2 separate regions of the Sus scrofa genome follow, and region 2 is linked to region 1. The links are chromatin contacts, called in public HiChIP or PLAC-seq maps. All regions are on one chromosome and are shown on one strand. Each heading gives the region's core, a stretch centred on a gene start, on an enhancer-like site or on the middle of the called end of the contact. The rest is flanking DNA. Distances are from core to core; before and after follow the strand shown.

Region 1 (6,171 bases), core at 2,231-4,730:
AATTCTGAACACATCAAACTGTTTTGGGTTTTTTTTTTTTTTTTTTGCTTTTTAGGGCCGCACTCATGGCATATGGAGGTTCCCAGGCTAAAGGTCTAATCGGAGCTATAGCTGCTGGCCTACACCACAGCCACCACATCCTAGCCGCGTCTGCGACCTACACCACAGCTCACAGCAACACTGGATCCTTAATCCACTGAACTAGGCCAGGGATGGAACCCGCAACCTCATGGTTCCTAGTCTGATTGTTTCTGCTGCGCCATGATGGGAACTCCTCAAACTGCTTTTGAAGGGAGAAAAAAAAATTCCTCTATGTTTAACTAAACCTGATTTAAACACTCCCTAAAAGCAAGTTTTAAAATTACTGAGTTAATTAGGCTGAGTTTTAAAACCAAGATAAAAGGGTAGTCAAAAGTGAATGCCTTCCAACAGCACTAGTGTTTTTTGAAGTCATCTGTTTGGAAATTACTCAAGATAGTGTATTAAAAACCAGTTTACCTATTACTTTGAAACACTTTTTTTTTCCTTAAAAGCAATGCATTCACATTCAAAAAGTATTAAAAATGGTATGAGAAGCCCTCCTCCCCCTCCAAAAAGAACCCATCCACCAGATTTCCTTCCCAAGAGACAATCACCCTTTCTTTAAAGATTCCAGAACATTTTAAAGAGGTTAATGCAGAAGTCCTTCAGCTGCAGAAACTTACCAGACCTTATAAATTTCACTATGCAGCTGTAGGAATCCTACTCACCTGAATATTTCAAACCTTTCCCTCACCACCTCCTCCCCTGTAAACAAAACAATTTGTTCACTTGATTCTTTTAAGCTTGAGGATTATTTCATATAAACAGTATTCACTAATACTTAATTTCACAGGATCTAATTATGAGCAACTGCTAGGGCTAGCATCTGCAAAGAGTAAAATATTTTCCCTAGAATCAATGCATTTAAAAAAAGCTAAACATTCACTGAATGTGGTTATCAAGGAAATACCGTGGCATATGAATCACCTTTTCTACTTATTTTGCTGTTTTTAAAAGCAATCCTAAACCCTACTCTAAACACAGATGTTCAAAATAGGAACAGATTTTTATCTGACACTACTACAACTAATTCTTAGGTACACAAATAACTGGCACGAACCTTTTAAGAGAAGGGTTTGAATCCCTAGTCTGCTACTTACTGGCTACCTAGTTTAAAACCAAAGTACTTTAACCTCTGCACTCAACTATAAAATGTAACAGCGGTACTTATACCACATCAGGACTGTTAAGAATTGTTTACAGTTTGTATTTATTTGGTTTGCAACATGGTAATCATTCGATGGTGGCTACTTTTACTGGATTTTAAGAGGTCCTGTAAAACTAATCAAATAAACCACAAACAAAATAACTGAACCTTAAAGGATAGGAAAATGCTCTGAATCATGAAAGGAAATAAGGTCTATTACAACAAGTCTTTTTCAAAGTCAACAAAAATCTTAAGTTTTCAAGTGTTCTTAGGAATTGTCTAAAGCAGAAAGAAGGAAAAAGACTTTGGAAATGTTTACTAAGATACTTTATTAGTAGAGCAAAAAAAAGTTCTAGAATAGCATTGAAAGTAGGCTTTGGAAAAAGACATTTTAACGATCTTTATAATTTCCTTTAAAACAAAACCCCACCAACCTAAGAAATAATCTGCTGTGAAAAGACCTTAGGATGTGGGGGCTTTATGTTACTTAGAACATTTATTTATTTATTTTTCAATGTAAAGGTACCACTTCAGGAATTCAAAAAAGATGGAAACTGACTTATAGTTATAAATCTTAGCACTTTCCAAGAAATACTAGCAAGCAAACTATACTAGCTTTGATTTTTGGATCAGCCTATTCCAAAGTGCATAAAAACAATACAGTCTATAAAGAACACACCAAACTGTTAACACAATTTTAATTTGGGGAAAGGTTAAGCAGATTTGGAAGACAAACTACTTCAGAATGACTCTCCATCCCATGTGAATGAGTACACAACAAAGTAACCCACACTCTACTAACTCTTCAAAACTCAAAATTAGAACCTGGAATTCTATTTACAAAACCAAACCAAGACAAAACCTGAAGGCATAAAAAAAAAAAAAAAAAAAAAACACCAATCTGTTCTGATACCTTAATAAAGTTGTCTCAGAAACTACCTAAAAAAAGTGTTTACCAATTATTCAGGATAATCCTTCTCAACCTTTCTTTACAAGTGTCACAGCAATTCTGCTTTAAAAATTTCTAGTGTTAGCATCAATCAAAACACCAGCAGCTGAAATACACAGTTTGTCAGTTCTGTATGAAATTTTTAATGTAATTTCCTAAACATTAGGCTAAGTGAAAGAAACCAGTCACAGAAGACCACTACTGTATGATTTTAAATGGATGAAGTTAACGATCTGTGAACTGTATCTCAAAGCTGTTAAGAAAAAACATCTTAGAAGCCAAATGAGATAAAATTCCTTTATAACATAAAGGGTTTGATACATTAATAAACAACCCTAAACCATGCTTCTAAAAAAGTTCCTTGGTCAGCAGGTTAAGAAGGATCCTGTGGTGTCACAGCTGTGGCACAGGTTTGGCCAGAAAATTAAAAAATGAGAGGTAACTTCAAAATTTTGGTCAGAAGTGGTGATGAAATGCTTAAATAAAATGGAAATCATTCCCTTTTCATTGTGCTTGCTCAATTTTAAATAAAAATAGACTCACACACTACTACTTGGAGGTGAGGTGTCTAAACGGATTTCTTTTCTAGAACAAAGTTACCACCCACTGCAGTTCAATCACTTGTTTAACAAAGTAAGAATACCAAAACTACACAGTTGTTTAAAATATAAAAAGCAATTTAGATGCATTTCCAAATCATGATGCAGATGAAGGGCAGGAAAAAAGGTTTCTAGGGTAATCCAATCAGGGAAGCTGTTACACCACACAAGACTTTATAAGAAACTGGGCTATATGTCTTTACAAGTGCATAGAAACACAGAACATCTTCAACATCATGAAGATCTTTTTCATTTTTAAAGATGAAAAAATAAACACACTTGTAAAGATTCATATGCATTATTGGAAGTCTCATGCCTTGCCTGTCCTTTACTTTGCACAGTTTTCAGTGAAAATTACAGACCCAGTTCTCCAATGTTCTAAGGACCGAAAAAAAAAAAAAAAAAATCACAGCACCACATGACTGGGCTTGCAGTTTGTTTTTCTGTTGAGTAGGGTTATTTTCTTCGCCAAAATGTTACTATAGTCCTAAGCCAAATAGAAAATTCGCTTAGCTACCGAAAGAAAATAAACCCTAACTGTATTTTGAAGTATTTTATTTCCACAGCCTTAATGCCAAAACAATCTTTGCACAAAATAAAAATCTTGGAGATTGGTGAAAGCCGATAACGCAATTCCTATACACACATTTTTTCCATCACTGGTTGTTTTTTAACAACTGTTTCCCAAAAGTAAACCACCTACTTAAATTCTAACACAGTATTCGCCAAACTACACAAAACCATTGCTAAACCATCCCGCCCCCGCCCAAAGGTTCAGAAAGTCGTATCTTGGTTCACCTGCTTGAAATAAGCCCCACTGCACATTCCTATTCGGTAAGTCACCCGCTTTTCTGCTTACAATTACCCATAAAGTCTCCCAATACGGTTTAAGTGGAAAAAACCCTTTGGAAAATGAGTACGTACTCTTTTCGAAGCTCCAAACCTGGAATATAAGGGCCGGCTAAGCGTCCTTTATTCCTCCCCGGAGGCTTTTCGTTTTATCTAGCTGCCCTAGAGACCAGAGAGCTAGGGAGAGTACGCCCCTTCCCCCCCTTCCCGTTCGGCAGCAAAGCTTGGCTTAAAAACCTTCGCCACCCGGCGGCGGAATTACAAAGGAGGCCGTCTGCCTCCTTTGTCCCGGGTTTGGGAGTTGAGCGCCTTCGTCGCCATTGGCTTTCCTCCCCCAGCTCCAGCCTCTCTCATCTTGGGAATCTGCGTCAGAAGTCACTCGCAGTCCCGCCAGCCCAGGTAGCCCAGCTGAGACTGCGGAGGAAGGGAGGCCGCGGTGGGAGGCCAGGCCCATCCGGCGCCATTTCCAACCGGAGCGCGCCCGAAGGCCCTGAGCCTCCCCCCACCCAAGTGCCCAGCCTTTCCCAGCTCGCTTCCTTCCCCACCCACATCCCTTCCGAGGCGCTCTAACCACCGCCCCCCTCCCCGGACTCCTAAATCAGTTTTCGGAAGCTAAGGGGCAAGAAGCAGAAAGAGAGGAGAAGGGCGGGAAGCCCAGGTGGCCGCGCCACCGTACCCAAAATGGCGGAAGCCAAACCAGCAGGGAAAAGACGGGAAATGCGTGATGAGCCCCACTTCGGGCCTCGGCTTCGTCCACTAAATCCCCCCTGAGTAAGTCCCCCCCCCGCCCGGCAGGCCGCCCCCGAAGTGAGAGATCGCCCGGGGGGGCGCAGCCTGGCCACCTCCGAGCGGCGACCTCCACACTTCGCCCCGCCCCACCCCCTCCCAGTTTCTCTTTCGTCCTTCTCCCGACTCCACTCTCGAAACCACCATCCCAACCTACCCCCTTTTACTTCAGATACCCTGTCGAGCGACAGTAGCGCCGACTCCGCTGCTTGCGGGGCCCGGTCGTGGAGAAGGAGAAGTCGCCTGCCTCGTGTAGCGCTCCCACAACGGTTCTTCCAACCGTCTCCGGCGGTGGCAACCGCTGAGGGAGCTGCGCAGCAGAGCGACTGGCTTGGGGGGATGGGAGAGCGCGAGAGAGAAGGAGGGGGTGGAGCGAGAGCGAGGAAGACCCACCGGCCCCGCTCTCGCGAGGCAAGAGAGTCGGTCCCGCCTTGGCGCGGAAGGCAAGAAGTGCGCTTGCGCGTTGGTGGAAGGCCTGGTTGTTGGGGTCGGGGGAAGGTGGAGGGTCAGTAACTCCGCTTTTCTTGCTTACCCTAAAACCTTCAAATTCTCAAAGCCACCTTTCTGCTTTCGCGGGGAGATGTGAAGTGGCGAAAGTATTCCTTCCTGTTTGTGTTGCAAGAATCCTGGAGTCGAGTTTTGGAGAAGTCCGCTTTTTCCCAGCGAGAGCAAATTCTGTAAGGCTCCGCCCTCACCCCGCGTCACCTGCGTGGAAAGGGAGCCACGTGGTTCGGCAGCCAAATGCGGGGAGGGCTTTTCTTGTCCACCATGTTTGCGTTATGCAGTAAAAATAGTAGTGTTTTCCGGCTGGGAAGATACAGTAATGTCCACCAGGCCCCTATTTGGGTTCTCAGGCTGGAGCTCCTTCCCCCGGCCTTGGCGCTGCCAGCCCAGCCGCCCAACCCGCCCCACAGTGGGGCTTATTTGGGGGTGGAGTGGGGAGGTGGGTTGCCTTGCAAATCGCTTCCTCCTTTCGCCTTGGCGTTACCTCTCGCCTTTATCTCTCCCACTTTGTAATCTCAGTGAGCATCAGCCGCTCGCGGCGGGAGACTTCCAGTTGTTTTCTAAATAGTACTTTGCATCCTTGAAAATTGCTTGTACAAATGACACCTAGTAAATAATTTTTGGTTGTGCTGTCATACCGCCAAGGTTCCTAGGGACTCCTCTTGAAGGGGAAAAAAAAAAAAAAAGGCGAGCTGAATTTCTGTAAGAAGATTAGAGGTCGGTCCTAGTACTGAGATCAGCGCAAGTTAAAGTGCGGACGTATAGGAACGCACATCAAATGCAAAGGAGAGGAGGAAATGAGTTTAAGTGTACACAAGTACCCCTAGGTTGGGAATGTTGACAAAACTAGCTTGTAGAACTTCAGAGTGCAAAGACTTTGGGCTGTAGACCCTGAAAAGGGCGTCGAGGTGGGGTGAAGGAGACCTAGAGGATTAGCAGTGGAGAAGCTTGAATAATTTTTTCTTCCCTGAGGTCTGCAGTGTGAAGGGTGGAGACAGGAGTCCAATTACTATCTTATTGTGGAAACTTGCATTTCTTGGCTTTCATTCATCCTCAAACCTGTTTAAGACAAGTGTGGGACTAGGTCATAGTGCCCTAACTGCCTTTCTTGAGCCTACGCCCTCAAGATAACCCTCAGAGAAAGGGGGGGAAAGGACAGTGTGTTCATTACAGGAAATAGAAAAATAAAACAGGATGATGTAATAACAGTAGCTCACAATTATTGAGAGCTTGCTCAAGTTAGGTGCTCAATTCAC
Region 2 (6,135 bases), core at 561-3,060, 60 kb before region 1:
AATCCCCTCTTGTCAGAACATCATTCCATTTCTATGGGTTTCGGGGAGGAGGTCTATCTTCTGTAAGTTCATGCTGACATAGGACACTCTATTCTGAGTGGAAAATATCAACATGGATCTGTAGCATCTCTTTGCTGACACTTGTAACTGCCTGTTTATATACACAGGCAGAACAAGCTACAATTATTTTGATGCCCACAAAGATATAGATTATAATGAGTAACAGCATTAATCCCATTCTCTTGAGACCAGTTCTTGAAATGATACTAACCATAGATTTTGTACTGCTCCAGCTGGAGCAGCTAATGCCATAGCTACAGACTGGTCATCATGCGGTTGCTTTTTTTCCTCTTGCAGCAGTTACAGTATCTGTAAAAGAACTCAGGAAATGTGCATCAGTACTGTGTCTGTGACTCTATTGTCCTAATCATTTACTGCTTGGTTCCATATATACAACCTGGAAACACCCCAACCTGGAAACTCCTTATGGACATGAATCATGTTGAACAAAAGAAACACTTTACAGTGTTTGTAATGTTATTCCACTTGTGAAAAATTTATAAACTGGCAAAATAAACTACATTGATTAGGGGCATGTATTTACCATGGTAGTTACATGCAAAAAAAGCAAAGAAAGGATTCTCATAAAAGAATCATATTTACTTCTAGGGGGATTATACCTGGAGGCTTTTCCTCGGGGAGGCTAACTCTCCTGTCCTCTTCTTGCTTAATGTGGTAGTGTTTACCCAGCTGTTTACTTTATGAGTCTTTAAATGTATATATGCTTCATACATTTTTATCCATGAATGATTATCTCACAGTAAAGAAAATTTGGGGAGTTCTTGTTGTGGCTCACTGGGTTAAGGGTCTGACATTATCTAAGGATGAGGTTCATCCCTGGCCTTGCTCAGTGGGTTAAGGATCTGGTGTTGCCACAAACTGCCACTTGTACCCCTCCTTGCTGTCACTGTGGCTGTGCCTGTGGCTTAGGACTGAAGCTGCAGTGCCATTCCACCCCTGGCCTGGGAACTTTGATGTGCCACAGGGCGGGGGGGGGGGGGGGCGCATAAAAAGAAAAAAAAATCAAAACCAAAAGAAGTAAAGAAGCATAACAGGAGTTCCCGTCGTGGCGCAGTGGTTAATGAATCCGACTAGGAACCATGAGGTTGCGGGTTCGGTCCCTGCCCTCCCTCAGTGGGTTAACGATCCGGCGTTGCCGTGAGCTGTGGTGTAGGTTGCAGACGCGGCTCGGATCCTGCGTTGCTGTGGCTCTGGTGTAGGCTGGTGGCCGCAGCTCCGATTCGACCCCTAGCCTGGGAACCTCCATATGCCGCGGGAGCGGCCCAAGAAATAGCAAAAAGACAAAAAAAAAAAAAAAAAAAAAAAAAAAAATCCATAAAAAAAAAGAAGCATAACAGAACTTTATACTGGCCAAAATGATCGAGAGATAAACATCGCTTTATATCCACGAAATATCCCTCTATTTCTAAATCGGCTACTGTTTTTAACAAGTACTGATCTAACTAGATAATGGCCAAAATGATCAAGAGATAAACATCGCTCTATATCCACGAAATATTCCTCTATTTCTAAATCGGCTACTGTTTTTAACAAGTACTGATCTAACTAGATAATAGCTCGCTTTCCCAAAACTGATAAAACTTAAACCTACTGTCATAAGACCATGAGAGTTTTTCCCCTCCCTGAAATGAGAAAACCCTGGTTTGCTGGCTTTATCTCAGGAACTCTTTCCCTTGATCAATGAGATCGGTCCTCACTGCCTTTTATAAACCAGTGGATTTACTGGTTTAAACGTCGTGATTTGGGCGTTCGAATTGTTTTAGCAGATTTCTGCATAATGTTAATTGCTTCAGATTTTCTAAATTCTTCTGGTCTCCTACGAATTTGCGAGGAAAGGGAAGCATTTAGGTGTGTTAGATCAAAGCTAGGCGGACCCTGCGGATGAAAACGTTTGCACGAGGCTCGCATTCCCTCGGAAACACAGCCCTAGCGCTCGGGTGAGGCAGGTGGTCCCACCAAGGTCCGCCCTCCCGCTTCTCCACTCGAGGTTTTCCTCATGCCCTTTTTGCTTCTCCTTTGGGTCGGGCTGGATGTATAGAGTCTCCGCGAAGGCGGATTTCTCTGCTGTCGGCTGCAGGCGCCGCGGCCCCCACCCAACCCCGCCGCCGCGGGACCGCCGGGCGTCCTCCAGCCGCCGGGAGCGCTGTGGGCCTCAGTGGGCCTGGTCGCAAACGCCCTGGCGGCCGCCGAGCGCTTGAAGGGAGCTGCTGGCGGGGCCCAGGGCGTCTCCGCCCGAGACCGCGCCACCGCTGCAGTCGCCACCATGGGTAAGAGGAGCAGGCCGAGAGCGGACGTCGGGCCCTCTGTGCTGGGCCAAGACCGCGGCTGGGCAGGGAGGACTGGTGGTGGGTGGGCTTCTAGGCCTCGGGGTCGGAACTGGGGCCGGAACCTGGGCCTGGTGCTGGGCGGGGGCAGCCGGGTGCTCGGGGGCGCCGGGGGTCGCCATGGCAACGCGCGGTTATCCAGTGTTCCCTCCTGCTCCCGCCCGCGTTTGGGGGCCTAATGGCAGAGGGTTGGTGGTCCGACGGCTTACCGGGAGCGAGGGCAGGGCCGGCGAGGGTGCGGCTCCCAGGTCGAGGGAACAGTCGGGGACGGACGATGACTTTTCAGGGTTGGGGGTGGCAGAGGGAGGCGTCTCAGGTTGGGGCCTGGGTTCCCGACGCCGCGGGCGGGAGAGGGGCAACGATGCCGCGCAGGACTTCGGGTGAGCCCTTCGCGCGGGTCCCGGGGGCGCCCCGAACCTTTTGGGCAGCCCTGTGGGCGGAGAGGAGGGGAGGCAGGGAAGGGGCTCTAGGCCCGGGCAAGATGCAGGAATTTGAGGGCTGCGACCCAGCTAGACGCATCCACGAGTCCTGGCGGGGCCCGCCTGGGTGTAAACGCTCTTTGGCATGGAAGCTGCGGCGTCCAGCTCCGACCTACCCCAGAGCAGCTGGAGATGCGCCCTTTGTCTGGTTGTCGCTTCACACATTGAAGATTGTGATGGGCGCTGTTAAGAAATGTGAGAATTGTCACAGATTATGAAACATCGAGTGCTTTTGCCCCCGAAAAAGAGGGAATCTTGCCACGATGCAGATTTGAAGAAATGATGTCGTGTGGAGATTCTCCACCAGCTTGCTTGGTCATAGCAGTTGTGACTGCATTTTAAGTTGCTTAGGATTCAGCGCCAGGCTTCATGCTTAGCTGTCTGAGGTCAGAACTAGAATACTAGATCATTGGGAATCCTGGACTTTTGTCCAGTGAAGCAAAAACAGACACTTGGTTTTCTTGGACTAGTAAATTTGGCAGAGATTATGAAACATAAGTGCTTTATTTTCTCCCCCACTTCATTTTGTCATCCGTGTTTGCTGAAAATATTTCTGCCAATCACAAAAGTGATGAGAGTATGGAGAAGTATCTGAATTTATAAGAAAACTGATAATAAAATAAATTTTATTTATTTGGAAAGAAAATAAATTTTTTTGTTAGTTGAAAATATTGGAGTTTCCGTCGTTGCGCAGCAGAACTGAATCCTACTAGGAATCATGAGATTTCGGGTTCGATCCCTGGCCTCATTCAGTGGGTTAAGAATCCAGTGTTGCAGCTGTGGTGTAGGTCGCAGATGCGGTTGGATCTGGCGTTGCTGTGGCTGGGTAGGCAGCTGTAGTTCCGATTGGACCCCTAGCCTGGGAACCTCCATCTGCCACGGGTGTGGCCCTAAACAGCAAAGATTATCTATCTATCTATCTATTTATCTATCTATCTATCTATATGTGTGTGTATGTATATGTGTGTTATATATAATTTTTTAAAAAAATGTCACTATTGGTTTTCAACTGGATCAGCTGTGTAGAAGGTCAGGGAACTTTTTTTTTTTTTTTTTTGTCTTTTTTTTGCTATTTCTTGGGCCGCTCCTGCGGCATATGGAGGTTCCCAGGCTAGAGGTCCAATCGGAGCTGTAGCCACCAGCCTACGCCAGGGCCACAGCAACGCAGGATCCGAGCCGCGTCTGCAACCTACACCACAGCTCACGGCAACGCCGGATCGTTAACCCACTGAGCAAGGGCAGGGACCGAACCCGCAACCTCATGGTTCCTAGTCGGATTCGTTAACCACTGCGCCACGACGGGAACTCCAGGGGAACTTTAATGTGAAACTGATCCCTGCTTTTATTTCCTCTGGGAAAATAAAGGATTCCTGCAATACAGAACTAAGATTGTAATGAAAAAAACCAGGAAGAGGGTTAAAATGAGTGAGTTTAATGGCTTCTCCTGTACCTCCCTATTTTATTTCACTGTCATGTTTGTTCTGGGTGATACTGGAATCTTAGAATTTTAACTGCCTTTTATTGCCAATTTATTCTGAACATTTTTTTTTGCCTTTGAATTCATCCTTGACGCTTCCTGCTCTCCACCTTGGCATGAGACCCTTAAACGTTGTCTGTTCTCCACATTTATCTCCACAGAAAGTCATTTAAAAAAACCTCATTCTCCCTGTAGAGGTGCCACAAAAGTAAATAAATACCAGAGAATAGCTAGTTTGCAGGACGTTGAGAGTAATTCATAAACTTGGGCTGGAATGAGCCTGGTAGAGTTGTTCTATGTTATGCATGAGAGACATAAAAAGAAGTTAACTAGGGGGTGTACATTAGTTAGGAAGACTAGCTTGTCTACCAAGGAAAAACAGACCACTCTTGGTTTTGTAGGGGAAGGAGAGGGTTTGTATATTTTCCAGTGTTGGGTCTTGCAAGTGATGTTGGATTCCTTTCTTGTGTTTTCAGCTACAAAGGACCCCACAGCTGTAGAGAGAGCAAACTTGTTAAATATGGCTAAACTCAGTATCAAAGGACTCATTGAATCTGCTCTAAGCTTTGGCCGCACTTTGGATTCTGATTATCCCCCCTTGCAGCAGTTCTTCGTGGTCATGGAACATTGTTTGAAACATGGTCTTAAAGGTATCACAAGATTTTTTAAAAACTAACTTTAGAACTTCCCCCTCCCATCTTAAACATCCTTGAAAAGGTGATTGTTTTGTGTGTGTGTGTGTGCGTGTGAGGCCGCAATTATGGTTACTTTAAAAATTTTGAGTGGGTTGATTTTGGGAGAAGGTACCCTACTGCTTTATGTTTTCTAATGGGTGGTCTTTAGATAATGTTAGGATTTTGTAAAAAGCATATTTGATTTGAAATTTTTTTCACTATACTCTGAACTGATTGCCATTTTTCTAGGACAGGTATAGAGTTATTTAGAAAATTTTAAGCTTGGTGATTCTGGTATGAACTCTTATTGCTAGTTTAAACCCTCTTGAACAAATACACTAAAATAGTTGGTTGTTGGAGTTCCCATCATGGCTCAGCAGTAATGAACCCCACTAGGATCCATGAGGATTCGGGTTTGATTCCCAGCCTCGCTCAGTGGGTCAAGGATCCGGCGTTGCCTTGAGCACTGGTGTAGGTCACAGATGGGGCTCATGTCCTGCATTGTGGCCATGGTGGAGGCCGGCAGCTACAGCTCTGATTCAACCCCCTAGCCTGGGAACTTCCATATGCCACAAGTGCAGCCCTAAAAAGCAAAAAAAAAAAAAAAAAAAAAAAAAGAAAGAAAGAAATGGTTGTTGAAATATAAACCTCCTTAGTGTGTGGGAACATATCTAGCAAAAATATCTTCTGGATTGGTTTATTGTAGTGAGCACTCTTTAAAGATAATGCTAATAGTAGATTTTGTATTCTTCCATACAGTTCACATTGCCTTAATTGTTATGTGTTGGTATTATATTTAATTAATATACATTGTGTAATAACTTTTTTTTTTGATCTTTTTAGGGCTGCACTTGCATCATACGGAAATTCCCGAGCTAGAGGTCGAATCAGAGCTGTTGCTGCCCGCCTATACCACAGCCATAGCAACACAGGATCCCAGCCAAGTCTTTGACCTACACCACAGCTCACAGCAACTCCAGATCCTTAACCCACTGAGCGAGGCCAGGGATCGAACCCAAGTCCTCATGGATACTAGTTGGATTCATTACCACTGAGCCACGACAGGAACTCCATTCTTTTACTTACAATAACTATTCATG

What was found. HiChIP or PLAC-seq counts read pairs in DNA pulled down with a chosen protein or histone mark.
Region 2: a contact with region 1 is called in an H3K27ac HiChIP or PLAC-seq map of skeletal muscle. The contact joins the promoter of RUFY2 here to the promoter of PBLD in region 1. A contact is called at or near these places in 2 of 47 Hi-C or Micro-C datasets (heart right ventricle and skeletal muscle) and 2 of 2 datasets of contacts at active chromatin or transcription factors (alveolar macrophages and skeletal muscle).

Annotation. Positions count from the first base shown.
Region 1 is chr14:71,484,851-71,491,021 of Sscrofa11.1, reverse strand. PBLD (phenazine biosynthesis-like domain-containing protein) reads left to right here and starts at 3,480. Exons shown (of 10, transcript XM_021073523.1): 1 at 3,480-3,610. HNRNPH3 (heterogeneous nuclear ribonucleoprotein H3 (2H9)) reads right to left here and starts at 4,727. Exons shown (of 10, transcript NM_001243555.1): 1 at 4,569-4,727.
Region 2 is chr14:71,543,412-71,549,546 of Sscrofa11.1, reverse strand. RUFY2 (RUN and FYVE domain-containing protein 2) reads left to right here and starts at 1,810. Exons shown (of 19, transcript XM_021073521.1): 1 at 1,810-2,426; 2 at 4,838-5,011. The coding sequence starts at 2,345.